Regions from separate parts of the Mus musculus genome. Here region 2 is linked to region 1. A link is a contact called in public Hi-C data. All regions are on one chromosome and are shown on one strand. Each heading gives the region's core, a stretch centred on a gene start, on an enhancer-like site or on the middle of the called end of the contact. The rest is flanking DNA. Distances are from core to core; before and after follow the strand shown.

What was found. Hi-C and Micro-C count contacts between places; a contact is called where the count stands out from the background.
Region 2: a contact with region 1 is called in a Hi-C map of the N1E-115 cell line, with 2.1 times the contacts expected there. The contact joins two enhancer-like sites. A contact is called at or near these places in 1 of 39 promoter capture datasets (cranial neural crest), 2 of 484 Hi-C or Micro-C datasets (the N1E-115 cell line and embryonic stem cells) and 1 of 115 datasets of contacts at active chromatin or transcription factors (embryonic basal ganglia).

What each region holds. Positions count from the first base shown.
Region 1 is chr2:22,029,156-22,034,450 of GRCm38.p6, forward strand. No RefSeq gene overlaps it. Among named protein-coding and RNA genes, the nearest start is that of Gm39767, 68 kb to the left of the region's middle. Within about 2 kb of position 2,971, at least 1 of the 459 cell types and tissues checked has an H3K27ac peak or open chromatin away from gene starts, as enhancers often do. A contact at or near this core is called in the N1E-115 cell line, where this site is marked.
Region 2 is chr2:22,668,371-22,673,665 of GRCm38.p6, forward strand. It overlaps Gad2 (glutamic acid decarboxylase 2), which reads left to right. Exons shown (of 16, transcript NM_008078.2): 11 at 1,331-1,395. Among named protein-coding and RNA genes, the nearest start is that of Mir3967, 17 kb to the left of the region's middle. Within about 2 kb of position 2,776, at least 34 of the 459 cell types and tissues checked have an H3K27ac peak or open chromatin away from gene starts, as enhancers often do. A contact at or near this core is called in the N1E-115 cell line, where this site is marked.

The sequences.
Region 1 (5,295 bases), core at 1,721-4,220:
AACAATGAAAACAACCAGCTATAGCCTAATAAAGCAGAAAACACTGGCCCACTCATCAGGGCCTCCACCAGCCATTTCTGAGGATGTCGGGTATGCTTTGTTAGATTCACAGCCAGAGACACACTAAGCTTGGATTCTGTTTGAATGCAGAGGGGCTGTGTCCAGGAGGCTTCCTGAGAGAGGGTGTATCTTGCTTTTTGTTTTCACAAAATAAAAATAACAGAAATGTTTCAGCCACATTCAGAGGCTGGAGAGAACCGTCCGTTCATGAATGCTAAGAGGAAATTAATATTCTGCACACGGACGGCAAGCAGTTTATTCTGAAGTTCATTCTGAGGAGGTAATGACGAGGAAAATGACAAAGAAAACTGTTACTGACCATTACTGAGCAATCACCCTGTCATATTACAGAGATAATTTAGATAAATGTGGGGTTTCGCAGTCTCCCAGGGAGACAGGCTGCTGATGTCTTTGATAATGGCAACCTACTTAAAAGCTTCTTCTGACAAATGCATCACTTTATCATGCAGATGTGAAACAGACATGCCCATGCCTGCTTGTTGGACGTAGTAACAGCATCCATGAACTTTTCCACCCATGTTGTTCAAGAAGACTGTCAATCCTTGCTCCCAAGGACACATGATGCAACGGCCTATGAAGGCTTTGCATCTACTGTGAAAGCAGTGTTTGGAAACATAAGGTAGTTAATAAATGACTGCCACACATACCATATTTTTGTCCAATTGACTTCTATTATTTTAGCAGCTTGCTAATTATACGCTGTGGAAATTTGGAGGCCGGTAACAGACTCTCTGTTCCATCTGGTCAACTCAGCTTTCCCAGAGCAGACTTGTCTCCAGCCTAACATCGGTAGGACTTTGGCGACCATATGATAAGGACAACTGTCACATGAGAATGAGTATGCTAGGTGAAAAGTGTTCCAACAAAGAAGACAAAAGTTCCTTGAGGTGTTGACATTTTTTCTCTCTCTTTTATGTTTGTGGTACTGGGAATCAAATCCAGGGTTTCCTACACACTAGAAAGTACTCTACCATTGACTTCAAACCTAGTTCCTATTTTACCTTGGAAGTCATGGAGTGCTCTCTGGCATCATCTATGCCATTTAATTTCAAGAGAAAAGTGCTCATTTAGAGCATGGATAATGGATGCATAAGTTCTGAGAATATTTTATCTTGAAGAAACATAGGTCAAAGATGATTCTGATCTATGTACATTTTTAAGCAGTCCCAAGAAATGACTCAGGTGTAGTAGTCACATGGAGTAAGGCTAGGGAAGAAAAAGAAGGGCCTATTCCTTCAAGCCAAATAGGAGACTCAAAGCTAGACAATTGCAGTGCTCTAATTAGGCAAATGGGCATAGAACTGAGTTCCATCATAGGGAACAGGGTATCAAATTTTAAGACTACTATGACAATGTCATGGATAATGAACATGAAATTCAAGTAGGATAATTATGATTACTAACAACAATTTTAAGGATTACGGACCTCATTGTGAAAATAACCAAACATATTATATTTGTTTGAGGGAAAACAGGCAGGCTCTCTTTAGCTCCTCATCTCAATGGGCAGGAAAGTAAAGAGGTACTTAGACCTGACAGTCAGACAGTGGAGAGGATTAAGTTCAAATGTTCTTCAGCAAAATTCGGTGGTGACTGGAAATAAACAAAACATTGTGTATTTTAAAGTAGCTAAAAGAAAAGATTTTTAATGTTCTCAGTGTAAAGAAAAGATTGGGGTTTCAGGTAATGAATATGCTAATTATCCTGACTTGATGGCTCTGCATCATTTCCATGTGTAGAAAAGCCACTGTGCATATCATGAGTATGTATTAAGTATCAATTAATGAAAGAGCCTAATTGTCAACTATTATTTTGCACAATTTGGTTTTTTTTTTTAATTTGCTTTTATTTTAATGTGACTAATTAATTGGTGACTTCCCAGCCTCTCACTGGTGGACTTGGAAAAGAGTAGCATTTGGTATGGTCATCCTATTGCAAGTGTAAGCTCTATAACCATAGCAAAGAAATCACATCTTGGTGACAAGTCAACCTCTGCATAAAAGAAAAGGAAAAAACTCTAAGTTAAATAAAATACAAGGAATTTCTATAATAAGTCACATTTAAAGAAGAGATCTCATTTCCACAGAAAATATGATGACATCTTTTGAGGATTTTATGAGGTTTATGAGTTTATTTTTGTGCTTTTTAATTATAAATAAGTATGTGGTATGGTTTTAGTTCAGTGAACTTAATATTGACTATACTTAGGTTGATACCATATCCTAGCCATCATGAACAGTGCTATAATAAACATAGGGTTCGGATAGCTGTTCTACATAGTGATTTTCTTCTCTTTGGATCTACACTCAGTAGTAGTATTGATAGATCTAGAGATATTTCTAGTTCTAGTTCTTTAACTCCAGATGGCTTTCTATAATGGCTCTGCTATAATAATTTACATCCCACATTTAATACCTGGGTGGCCAAATGGATACAGGAAATATGGTACATATACAAAATAGAATGTTATTCAGGCACAAAATAATGCCAACAGATGGACCAGGAGATCATTGTGTGAGGTGTTATTCTACAGGCACAGAAACATAGTGCATGATTACAACACTCGCATGTGGAAGTCAAAAGGGTTGCTTTCACTGAAGCAGAGAGTAGAATAGTATTTATCAAAGGTAGGGGAACAGGAAAAGGGGAACAGATGGTTACCTGGTATGGGATGCTGCTGGTTGGGAGAAAGATTTCTAATAATCTGTAGTGCAGTACACTTAGGTTGAGTGTACTGTCCCTTACAGCCTCATATGTTGGAACACTTGAACTGCTTGGGGAAGTCGGGCAATTGTCAGGGAGTGAAACCCAACTGCAGAAAGTGGGCTGTGTGGAGGGGGTGGTTTTGCTTAAGGGTCATGGCTTAGTGCTACTGCTGGCATCAAACTCTCTGATTCCTTTCCTACCAAGATGTAAGGGAGGCAAGGAGCCATAGCATTGTGTTTTTGCTGTTGTGGAGCCAGGGATAACTATGTATTCTCTACATGGTGGTCTGTATCTCAGTAAAACCTAAGCTGAAATAAACCACCACTCTTTTTAGTTGCTTCTTGAAAGTGCTTGATCCAAGTTCAGAGAAATTACTGGATTTCTATATCCAGTAATATAGAAAACTGGTCCTGGGAAGTAGGACCATTGCTGTTGCTGTGAGTAACCAGACTGTGTGATTCTTGGGCTTTTCGAGTGAGTTTATGGAGGGAATGTGGAAGAGTTTGGGACTGTGGGCCAGAGGAGACCAGTCTATTTTGATGGAAGTTTGGAAGACCAGAATGCCAGTAAGAGTAGAGAAAGGGGCTGTGTTAATGCAGTTTTAGAGAGGACCATAGTTTCAGGAATTGGGCTAGAGATCATTTCTGGCAAAGAATAAGGCTTCATTTGCTATTGAACTGTGCCCTGAGAACTTGAGTGCACCTAAAGTCAAAAGTCGAAGGTCAAAGGGACAGACTTAGTTAATTAATAGAGAATATTTTTTCAGGGCAGCAAAATATCCAGGCTGCGATAGGTTAGTACTCACTTTTAAAAGATGGAATTTACAACAATAGAGGGAAATGGAAGGAAAGAGAAGCAGAAAAGAAAGAGGGAGAAGTGAGATCATAACTATGTGAACGTTGTGCAAATTAGGAAAGAAAGAGTGTGGGCATAGTAAAGTTGCAGACAATGTAGGTTTAGGGGTCATCAACTGTGAAACAGAGATATCGAGAAAAAGAGAGCTTTGCCCTAGGACAATACAAACAGTACCTGTAGATTAAGAGTATACCATGGGAAGAGGAATAAGAGGAGTAACAACACACAGCCATTTGATAAACTTCTAGTTGAAAATCTGATCAAAGAGAACCTCTAGAATATTGTAGTTTTGCAGAGCTGTCTAGGGTGATGTTTTCGATGATTCAGCTAGGCAAATGCCCAGAGGCCACTGTAGCTGTGCCTCAAGAGGACCAGGTTCAACCAGTATTTCATGCTGTCAGCAAAACATGGGGCCATCATACACATGGAGGTTATTCTGAAGGCAGGCAGGACACAAAAATTAGAGAGTCACTGAGGTTTACATCAAGGTTCCAGAATGCCCCGCTAAGACCTGGTAACATGTATCAGGCACTGTATTCCCTGTACTGAGATTCTTAGAGGACACTTTGTGTGGCCATGAAGGCAAAACCTAAGTCACAGTGGAGACTAAGGCTATTAGAGATGTGGTAAATGCAGGGTTTTCACTGAGGTGAGCACTGGGTAATAACTAGAGATGGCCCAAGAGAAAGCTCACCATTGTTGCCTGTAACAGAACGGAAGGAGTAGAACTGCCCAAGCCTCCTGGAGCCCAGGTGCCTTCATGAATCCCAGCTGTAACAGGGAGCTTCAGGATGTAATGTTTGCTTTGCTGGGTTTTAATCTTGTTTTGGTTACATCTTTTCTTGATGTCTTCCTTTCTTCTCTCCATTTTGAAATGTGGATACTTACCCAGAGGCTCCGTACATTGGAAATACCTGACTTGAGTTTTTGTTTATTTAGTTTAGAAAAACTCACAGTTTTGAGACTATGTTGACACTTAAAAAAGACTCAGAATTTAAACAGAGTTAGGCCTATTAAGGCTCAGAAGAAATACAGAGGAACTGAATGCAATTTGCATTATGATAAGGCCCCAAGAACATAGAGATCAGGGTAAAGGGTTAATAGCTTGAATGTGAAATTTCCTCTACAGACTCAGGTTTTCACATACTTGCTTCCCTGCATTCTATTTGAGGAGGCTGTGTAGCCTTTAGTAGGTGTGGTCTAGGTGGAAGAAGTGCATTGCTGGGGTAGGAAGGGTTGGGGTTTATAGCTCAACCCCACTTTCACGCCTGTTTTCAAGCCCAGCTCTCCAAATTGTGAACAGATATTAAATCCCAGCCACTTGCTTCCACAGCTTCGGGGCTGTCTGCTGCTATGCCTGACTAGGCATGATAGACTTCAAGTCTATTATAATGTAATCATGTGAGCCAAAATAAAGCCTTTTAAGTGGCTTCTCATCTGGTAAGATGGTCACAGTGAGAAGCAACTAATACCAGGAATTATGACTGATAATTACTGTTTGTTTCAAAATACCTAATAAGATTTCAAATGTTCCCCTAAGAAATGATAAAAGGTCGGTGTAATAGACATGCCAGTTATGTGATGGAAAGTTATGTGTGCGTGTGTACCACATTTATGTGTGCCACACTGTGCCCCATAAGTGTGTACAATGAT
Region 2 (5,295 bases), core at 1,526-4,025, 640 kb after region 1:
ACACTCAGCAACTACCCAGTAAACACCTTTACACGTTGTTTTAGATCAAGCTCGTGGAATACAATTTGCATTCTCCCTTTCTCTCTCTCTCTCTCTCTCTCTCTCTCTCTCTCTCTCTCTCTCTCTCTCTCTCATTATATTTATAATGGTTGCATCTCAGCTTTTAAAGATTTCAGAGGCACAGAACTTACACAGTATGTGATATTGACTGGAAACCGCCTGAGATTGATTATGCATTAAGGTTCCCAAAATGAAAATATTCTCAACATAGCCAGTACTTGAGCTGAACACTTGGTTCTCAATTCATTTATCCATAATGTCTCTGAATAAAAATCACTCATACACATAGTCACACATAGTCTCCCTTGTAGCTATAGTCAGAATTTACATTTGTAACAAAAATCCATAGGATTATAAAATTCAGCATCAAGTTAGAAAATCATGTGTTCAGTGGAAAAAAGAGGCTTGCCAACTTAAAATTAGGAAATGTGAATTACCAAATTTCTAATATGTTGGCTTCGTGAACTAAGACGCTGAACTGTATTTGAGATGTTTTAACATAAGGCACCAAAATATGAAGAATGTACACCATCATTTTTACAAGACTGGAGGAATTTAAACTGAGCATGTTATTTGGTGTAGCTTGAAGGTCAGTTGCCCTCTGCACAGTTCTTGCTAATGATCCGCAATGTGGTAAAATATTTGTGATAAACAACTGATCATAAATCATCACCGACTAAGCACAATGTTTAATTCAGCTGATCATTTTTACTTTCCTTTTCTTTTCTTTTCTTTTTTTTTTTTTTTTTTTGTTGTTGTTGCAATATCTTCTTCCTGTAAGTTGTCACACATCCAGGTGCAAACTCCTTATGCTATTGTAAGCTTATACTGCAGATAGCATTAACATGGGTCATTCAGGCCTTCAACATAGAACCTGTTTAATGGTTTCCCAGCCCATCTTATCCACTCCAACTGTAGCAACCATAGGCTTTCTCATTCTAAAGTATGGGACTTCCAAAGGGACAACTTTAAAACCACAGCAAGGGATGGGGAAGCTGTCTTTCTCCAGCTCATGTAGACTAGGGAAATGTGACACCAATTTGGCTCCATAATTATAAATATATAATGTATAATTGTAAGACAGAACCAGAGACTTCAACCTTGAAATGTAAAGCCCTCACATTAGAAGATGATCCACTCCCTTACTCAGCATGGAACTATGCAGGTCATCTTCATAGGATGGCATTCCCATTAATATGGAAGACACCAAACTAGAAATCTAGGCCATAGAGAGTTGCTAGAGTCTTCCTCATCTGTTTTGCTTTTTCAGGCTGCTTGGGGTGGAGGGTTACTGATGTCCCGGAAACACAAGTGGAAGCTGAGTGGAGTAGAGAGGTATGTGTAATTTCCTAGTCTGTAATGTAGAGTGTTAAAAAGCTACATAAAAGAGAACAGCACTCAACTTCTAAAGAAGGCTTGCAATGCCAACAATGCCTGTATTTATGAGCCTTGCCTAAGCCTAAGTGAAAAAAAAAAAAAAAAAACCATGGAGAATGTCTTTCAAAATTGGGGTGTGTCTCTAGAGTTCATTCCTTCCATCTTTGAATCAAACACCATGATTTTAAAACCTGCAAGCTGTCCACATTTTTCTAGAGAGATCTATTGCTTTCATGTTACCATAAGAGTAGTATTCACAGCTTTAAAGAAAGTAATACATAGTTTTATCAAAGTAGGCAAGCACCTTGTCATTTGTACTGCTGGAAGTTACCTTTGGGATTAGATATAGCCAGTTGAGTTGAAGTAAGACATGCCAGTAACTTCATTTTCCTGGCTTCATTCCACCATGACCCTTTTCTAACATAGCTTGGATTGATACAATAAGTAGCTTTTATTTGGGGCTAGTGCAGCAGACCATTGAGAAAGGCTGAAGAACACAAAGAAAGTAATATTTGATTAGCATAAAACATATGGAGGACCAAGGGGGGGGGATGCAGACTGCAAAATATGTCCTCAGGCTGTGCCTTTGCAACGCACCAGTTTTCCCATTACAGAAAGTCAACCAGAACAGCTACAGTTGTGAGTTCTGACACTCTGGACAACAGAGAAAGCCTTAAAACATTAGAGGCTGCCAACTGCCTACTGCACCCTGCCAAGCAGCCAGATACTGCCCAGGAAAACCTTCACCCTGGCTTTGCCCCTAGTATATCTTGGCACAAGTTCCATTTCAGGACTGGAGAAGAGGCTTCGGGAGCTTGGGAGCATCTGTCAGCACACAGAGAGGCCTGACCAGAGAGGATCTGTGTGATACCCGGCCTGATCACAGGCACAGAACCCATGACTGTTGATATGGGAGAGAAGAAGGCTGCAGATAGAGCTAAGCATGTCCTGTTCAATTAGCAGAAATAAGCATGGAGAAAAGTCAGGACAGAGCAGCCAAGCCCTGTGCCATGGAATGACTGTTCCTGAGTCTGCTGCCAGGAGCCCTGGCTGAAACATAGCAGGGTTAAGTCACTAGCACTATCTTTGTTCTGATTCCAAGGCTCAGGGGTGAGGGGAGATGAGAGCAGGTGAGCTTCCACCTAAGTTTTGCTAGAACCATACACACCTACCCAGAATTGAACTTGTGCTTTCAGAAGTGGCCAGTGCACAATACCTTCTATTCTCTGATTGTTTCTGACTGACAGAAAGTATAAGCATCTTTTATACTGCCTTTAATGCCTCCTCACGCTGCAAGTGCAGAGAATCATGGCACACCCCACCACCACCATCACTTGAAAGCTCACTAAATTACCTACCTGGAGCCTCAGAAAAGCAAACACCCACATGCTTTTGTACTGAAGACTATTATTTGAGAGGAAAGCTCAGATTATTCATCTTGGAACATGGAGTCCTTTGTGGTTTTGCTGCCACAATTCTCAAAATCAGATTACAACTAAATTTACCAAACATAATAGCCAAGGATGAAATACTCATAAATAAGGCCACTGCCATGTCATGCTTTGAGTGTGAAGCTGATGGTAACTATCTTGGAGTTTCTTAGTGTGATGTGCACTCTCTTTGGGGAATAAGATCACAGAACTGTTGGAAATTGCTGGAGCACAATTGTATGTGGGCTTAAGTTTAGGAAAGAAGCGTGCCTAAGTTGGAGAAATAAATTTTCTGTAAGTATTAAAAGTTAAAGCTTATGACTCACTCTAGAGGAAAAGGAAATCCATGATCCATTGCTTCTCTGTGGTTTCAGGGCATTCCTGAGTGACATTCACAGCCTAATAGCAAAGCATTGTCCAACATCCTGTTTGGGAACAAACCAAATCCTTCAGATGACTCTCTTTCTTGCTATCACTACCTTTCCTAGAGCCAGCAGAGCCAAGAAGATGTGCTAGGAGCCTAAATACTCCAGAGCATGACTGACATTATAAACCAACTCTTTAGTCCCTTCTCCAGGCCAGGGGATTTAATGGCTCTCTGAGAGTTGTAGTAAAACAGAAGTGGCAGCATCACTTGCCTTTGATCCTATTTGAGGGCCAAGGTAAGCATTCTGATAAGGAAGTTGGAGGAAGAAATGGTCCTTCCTAGATCTCATCATTTCAGGCAACATGTGCCAGCCATCAGCTCTGGAGCTTAGCATCATCTAGGGAGGGTATTCCCTCTGAAGAGCAGAGATGTTTGGTAAATGTCCTTGGAAAAAAGTTAAGTTCAGTCTGATTGGAGGGTAGGGTATATTTGTGGCCTTCCATGTATGTATAGGTAGGGCAGAAAAGTTGTAGAAATACAGAAATCCTGTCCATGGAGTTAGCAGAATATCTTCCACAAATGTAAGTCACCAGGAGTGCTGTCCGGATGCCATGGACCCCTGAGCTGGATTGTTCACTGGCTTAAATAAGATCCGGGGTACAATAAGTACCATCATTCATCATTTCTTCCCAAGGATCTCAGACCCTGATTGGAGAGTTACAGGAGCAGCAAGCTAGGGCACTGTGGACACAGCTGCTATGAGCTGTTCCACTGCCTTCCTTCCTCCTGTGGGTTCTTTATACAAAACATCATGTTAAGCATTGAGCTTGCTTAACAAATATGGAATTTTTGCAGTTGCTTTCTCTGGGCACTGAAGGGAGAGGTTGGAGTAGAGCAGTGGGAGTGAGGGAGAGATGCTAAAGAACATGAATAGTACCCCGGAGCTCTTGACTCTAGCTGCATATGTATCAAAAGATGGCCTAGTCGGCCATCACTGGAAAGAGAGGCCCATTGGACATGCAAACTTTATATGCCCCAGAACAGGGGAACGCCAGGGCCAAAAAGGGGGAGTGGGCGGGTAGGGGAGTGGGGGTGGGTGGGTATGGGGGACTTTTGGTATAGCATTGGAAATGTAAATGAGCTAAATACCTAATAAAAAATGGAAAGGAAAAAAATTATAAATAAATAAATAAATAAATAAATAAATAAATAAATAAATAAATAGAAAAAAAAAAAAGAATCAGGATCTAGGGACAAATTAAATTAAACCAAGTGAAGCCAAGAAGAGGAAGTTCCAGGACAGGCCCAAGAGCAGAGTAGATCATTCAGAGACCAAGAGGCAATCTGTATAATGGAGACAGTAAAGGAAGGGAAGGGACACAGGCTGAACACAAGCCACCCTGAGGCATTGCTAGTCATGTGCTGTGGTTTGGGAATTTCAGCTTTAAGGAAAGAGGGTGCTGACAATTTAGGAACAAGAAAGATGGAGACTGTATATAAACAAAACTGTGAAATAATTCCAATGACAAGGATGGGGGTGGGGGTCAGTTAAAACTATCCAGATTAAGCTAATTGCAATGATTATTAAAGAAATATGTGATCATAATGTCTCTGAGTTGTACCTCTTAGAGCCACAGTTACTGAAGGAGCAAAGCAATGCATAGGAATGGGGACAAGTTGTATTGGAAACTTGAATGTAAGGTGGGTATGAGCAACCATATCCATAACTCCAGTACTCAAGAGGCAGAGGGTAACAACTTTGAATCATCATACGCTTTGTAGTGAGATGCTATTTCAAGGAGAAAAAAAAAAGTAAGAGAGGAAAAAGGGAAAGAACAGGGAGAAGATAGCAGAACCTCTCCTATATGGGCCACATTGCACACACATCATGTTAGAGGAGAGATGGTCTCAGAGGAATAGCAGAAGCTTCTGGAGGGACATATGAGGAGGACAAATGTCATCAAAGAAAGGACAGACAATCAATGCAGTAATGATCCCTCACACAGGCTACTGTGACAAAGTAAGAAGCAGGGATGATAGACACTCAAGGGTGACTCTTTC